2 separate regions of the Sus scrofa genome follow, and region 1 is linked to region 2. Evidence: chromatin contacts called from public HiChIP or PLAC-seq data. All regions are on one chromosome and are shown on one strand. The core of a region is the stretch at or near the end of the contact, and the rest is flanking DNA. Distances in the headings are between cores, read along the strand shown.

Region 1 (2,700 bases), core at 8-2,507, 240 kb before region 2:
AAGCATTTAATTTGTATCCTATCCATATTAGATAGGTTAGGTCCCAATAAACCAAAATCAGAGTAGATACACAAGAAAAAAATAAAGGTAAAACTTTAATAAGATTTCACATTAGGGGGATAAAGCAAATTTTAAGGGAAAAAAATTCTCTTGAAATATTATTAATAAAATCGTGATACTCTATTTTGACACAAATATACATTTTCTTTGAGTCAGAATTACATGACTATGAAATTAGTCCAGTTTTTAAATTTCTTCTTCTTCTTCTTCTTCTTTTTTTTTTTTTTTTTTTTTCTGGTCTTTTTAGGGCCAAACCCACTGCATACGAAGTTTCCAGGCTAGGGGTCAAATAGGAGCTGGAGCTGCTGGTCTGCACCACAGCCACAGTAACACAGGATCTGAGCCACGTCTTCGACCTACAACACAGCTCACAGCAACACCAAATCCTTTAACCCACTGAGCGAGGCCAGGGATCGAACCCATGTCCTCATAGATACTAGTTGGGTTCGTTACTGCTGAGCCACAAATGGGAACTCCTAAAATTCTTTTATATGGCTGTTTGGAATCAAATGCTTCAAGGTAAATTTAGTGATAGAAATAGTCCTCTACAATTATTAGAGATAAATTAACTGTTATTATGAAGATTTTTTTTTTAATCCCCCACTGGTTGCTAAAATCAGGTATGGACTAACAAATGGCCAAACAGCTTAGGGAAGAGTGGCTGTGTGACCAGGAGCAAGTTCCTTAATCTTTCAGTGCCTGGGTTTCCTTACATGGTAACACCCACCCGATAAATTTAATAAATCAATATGTTATGCGCTTAACCCAGTGCCCAGCATATACAGTCAGAGGCACATGGCGAAGAGCCATTGTCATATCTCTTTTCTGCACCAGAAACAGGGAGGCTGTTGGTGGGAAAAATTGCCTAGCTCAGGAAGGGCTGTCTTGCCCTGACTAGATTCACTTGACTTGTTTGGCTGTTCAGGGCCCCAGATAGGAAATGCCAATCAGCATGAACGTAATTAAAGGTGTTTGATAGCCTGGGACTCCTCAGATGTTCCTGACTAAGCAGTATTCAATTGTGCTAGTTAGAAAAACTGGAAGATCTATAGATTTCAGATATTGGAGTTTGTTGCCCAGCAACAGCCTGCAAGTTCCTGAAGAAATACTGAATTATCTCGTTAGTGAAGCAACTTCCTGTTAGGTGGCAGTAGACTCTGACCACAGTGAACCCAAGAACCCAAGATCCTCTGACCCAGAAAAACACTCACGTGAGAACTGATTAGATGGCAAGACACCAAGAAAACTAGTTTTACAACCTATCAAGCGGCTGGAGGTTGGTCAGAGTCTGGGGAGCAGGAAGGGCAGGCCCACTGCACCTCATCGGGGTTGCTGACATAGAATACACTGTGTAGAGATACTGCAGAACCCTGTGCAGCTCCATGGCCTCAGAAAGGGACTAACGCAGCTGGGGCAGGCAGGTGCATCAGCCCAGAAGCTACATCCATCTTCCTTCCTGCTGAGGCTTCCACAGCATTGCATGGCCCCAGAAATCCCCCCAGAAGGATATGCAGATACAAGAGGTTTTAGATGATGTCATTTAATCCTTATAGCTATTCTGTCTTATTAAAATCATCCTCTTTACAGGGAAGGAAACATAGATTTAGAGAAGTAACACCTAAGGTAATAAAGCTGGTGACTGAGGCTCACACCAGGCAGTCTCATTTCAGATTCCACGCTCTTGACCTCCATGCTAGACTGTCTCCCAAGGACCAACTACAATTATTTGTTCAGCATTTGAACATTCACGAAGCTCCAAACACTCGTGGACATTATACCATCACCCCCTCCTTACACAGATAAGGAAACAGAGAGCAAGAGGTGTCAGTGTTTTTCCCAAGTTTATGCAATTAAGTAGTGGAGCCAGAATTTGCACTCCAGGCCTTTTGATTCTCAGAAGAATATACAATAGGAAGGCCCAAAGGGAACCGGGTAAGCTCTTTTGAGCACCCAGCTTAAGGGAACAGAGTTCTGAGGTCAAGCCTTAGCCTATTTTTGCCTTTGCTTTGCCTGTCCAGACAATGCCTTTACATGAATCTGATGATAACCTGTATCCTGATTACTGCATTTGTACATTCAAGATACATTACTTTTCTCTAGGTGATATAGATCTGGGATTTGTATAACCTGGGAATACCTACTTTATTGGAGTTGAACATGGGAGAACATGGAAGCAATATGCTTCAAGTAACATGTCAGGAATACTCCACTCCACATGGAAATCCTTCCAGGGTTAAAAGCAAGTACTGTCTGCCCAAGATGCCAAGATGCAGGAGATCACAGATGAGAATCTTCCATCCCCCCTGAGGACAAAAAGCTCTGAATTTGGGGGAAAATGCCATTTTCAGACTCACTCCACTACTTTGATCTAATAACCTGCTGCTTACTATGGATTTCAAAGACCTGGTGAAGGCAAGGTAGCTGAATCGATAGGAGATCATCCAGCACAAGAAAAGAGACAACCTGTAGCAGTCTCTGCTGGTTCCACCTAACTGATCTTGAGCCTCGTAACACTGGCAGGTGTCACCAGGACGTTTTGTGAGCTGGGTGATGTGTACATCATAGGGACCTTAGCATCTATAGGAAAAAAGAGAGCTACCGGGATAGGTTAGCTCCTATCCATTTCACATTTTTCTCCCT
Region 2 (2,700 bases), core at 152-2,651:
TAATTTTGACCCCAGGAGATATTTTCATGAGATTGGGAAGGTGGGAGTGAAGTAACAGTCATTAAGGTCAGAAGCAGGTGCTGCCACAACCTCATCTCTTGCCCACCATGGTGGTGTAGGCAGAAGCCAGTCCATGGTTTTCCAACTTCCAGCTCCTCTTCCTTCAGCTTCTCTGAGTCCTGGGTCAGATGCACACACAACTCCATGGTGAAAGAGATCAGCTTATTTTTTAGGTCTCATGGGCGATAAAGTTTGGAGATAGGGAGGGCTAAATGCAAATTTTAGTTTGTTCTAGCTCTTCTATGCCTCACATGGAAACTTCTCCTCCTGACTGCCAGCCCCACTGATTTACAGTGACTTCAGACCCTCCACCAATGCAAAAGAAGCAGAATTCCACTGAGTTCTTCACCATCTCTTTAATATAACTGCCTGATATTAGACCCCTAAAATAAACCTCTCAGTCCATGTCTAGAATCTGAATTTTCTTCTCCAGTAAAACCCTAAATGATGTAAAGCACATTCATATTTTTTATGAAGCAGGGTCTAATTTTAAGGTATGGTGTTCACAAAATTGTCATTCGAATATATTGCTGAGAAGATCAGGATCACAATAAAACATTTAATCCATGCTCAAAGAGAAGGAACAGTTTACAGCAGACAGAAAGGCAGATACAACTGTCCACAGTGGACAATGATAAAAACAAAATGAAAAAACACACTTGTTAGAATAGGCAGAAGACTCAGAAGAAGATTGGAAGGGAAGAGAACTTTGGAAGGATGTGCTGCAGTGGATTGCAGAGGAAATCCACACGTGTAGCCACATACCCACAGCTGTGAGGAGAGCCATTCCACCTGGAACTGATTTTACCCCAAGGACCAGAGTTAAAAGGGAACAGGCTAATCTAGGGGAAAATCCAACTTGCAGTGAAAAAGACCTGAATTTTCTGTTAACTTGAATCAAACTGCATTCTTATACAATTCTGTTCTTATACATTTTCCACCTTCATAAAGTTTGGTCTCTATATTTCTTTATTGGCCCCGTGGCAGGTTCCGTTTGGCATGACAGCGCCCCTGCTGTCAGGGAGGAGCATAGGCGAGGTTCAAGTACACAGACTTTTGGCTTGAGGTTGTGCTCTGAAGACGAGACTTCCTCATAACACAGTTAAAGGCAGGGTGACTTTCAAACATGCATCACACTCCATTCCACGTGCATCCTCCTGCTCTTCATGTGAACCACTCTCACTGGAAGAGGAACTCACTGTCCAATTTCCCTCCTGAAATCTCTCCTCGGATCCCAAACAAAACAAAACAATTCTTGCCACACAACTTCAAGGAACTGTGACACACTGGCAAATGCCCCCATGAGCAAAGAATTCTCTTCGTGGTTTGAGTGTGAGTCATTGCAAGTCATTTTGATTTCTTCAGCTGTCCCATGCTCCTTTCTCTTCTGCGGGGAGCTACCATTTGAAGCACTGGGTGGTAAGAACCAGGATGACCAAGCAGCCTGTGCTCATGGAGCCCATGCTGGCTATCAGCACAAGTAGATATATCAGTAGCTGTTGGCCAACTGAGGATTTGGCCAGCTCTGAGTAAGTGCTGGGTACAACAGTCCATCTGGACCAGAGTGGTTCAAGTTGCCGAAATTTCTGTCCCCCATGTCTCGCTATGTGAAATAACAATAATCATGACTTTCATACAAATGGATACATTCTGAAGCATATTAAGAAGTGAATTAAGGCACCGGCCTACACCAGAGTTGCAGCTCCGATTCAGCCCCTAGCCTGGGAACCTCCATATGCCGAGGGAGTGGCCCAAGAAATAGCAAAAAAAAAAAAAGAAGTGAATTAAGGGAGTTCCCATCGTGGCGCAGTGGTTAACGAATCCAACTAGGAAGCATGAGGTTGCGGGTTCGGTCCCTGCCCTTTCTCAGTGGGTTAACAATCCGGCGTTGCCCTGAGCTGTGGCGTAGGTTGCAGACGCGGCTTGGATCCTGAGTTGCTGTGGCTCTGGCGTAGGCCGGTGGCTATGGCTCCAATTCGACCCCTAGCCTGGGAACCTCCATATGCCGCAGGTTCAAGAAACAGCAAAAGGACAAAAAAAAAAAGAAAGAAATGAATTAAGGAGTTCCCATAGCGGCTCAGTGGTAACAAATCTGACTAGTATCCATGAGGATATGGTTTGATCCCTGGCCCCATTCAGTGGGTTAAGGATCCAGCGTTGCCATGAACTGTGGTGTAGGCTGCAGATGCAGCTCAGATCCCATGTTGCTGTGGTTGTGGTGTAGGCTGGCAGCTACAGCTCTGATTTGACCCCAGTCTGGGAACTTCCATATGCCATGGCTGTGGGCCTAAAAAGACAAAAGAAAAAAAAAAAAAAAGAAGAAATGAATTAAGCACTTAAAGTATCACACACAAAAGTTATTAAATTGTTTTATTATTAATAATTTATAATTATACTTATCTGGTCTTGACATATATTGGAATCATGTTTTTGAGGTGAATATAGTATGCCTCTACGGCAAGAAAAAAAAAGGCTGTCCGTGATATAAGAAGATCGGCTATGATAATCTTATAAATTATTCAAGTCTATGGAAACACTCCAGTTCAGAGGTGACAGCTGGATTCGTTATCGGATTTCTCAAGTTTCACACGCGTTTTAGCTCCTGTGCTTGGTTTTGGTATTGTGTGTGTTTACTTCTAC

What was found. HiChIP or PLAC-seq counts read pairs in DNA pulled down with a chosen protein or histone mark.
Region 1: an H3K27ac HiChIP or PLAC-seq map of alveolar macrophages shows a contact between it and region 2, with 3 times the contacts expected there. The contact joins two enhancer-like sites.

The regions. Positions count from the first base shown.
Region 1 is chr5:47,708,343-47,711,042 of Sscrofa11.1, reverse strand. No RefSeq gene overlaps it. Among named protein-coding and RNA genes, the nearest start is that of BHLHE41, 22 kb to the right of the region's middle. Within about 2 kb of position 1,257, at least 18 of the 83 cell types and tissues checked have an H3K27ac peak or open chromatin away from gene starts, as enhancers often do. A contact at or near this core is called in alveolar macrophages, where this site is marked.
Region 2 is chr5:47,467,107-47,469,806 of Sscrofa11.1, reverse strand. No RefSeq gene overlaps it. Among named protein-coding and RNA genes, the nearest start is that of SSPN, 140 kb to the left of the region's middle. Within about 2 kb of position 1,401, at least 13 of the 83 cell types and tissues checked have an H3K27ac peak or open chromatin away from gene starts, as enhancers often do. A contact at or near this core is called in alveolar macrophages, where this site is marked.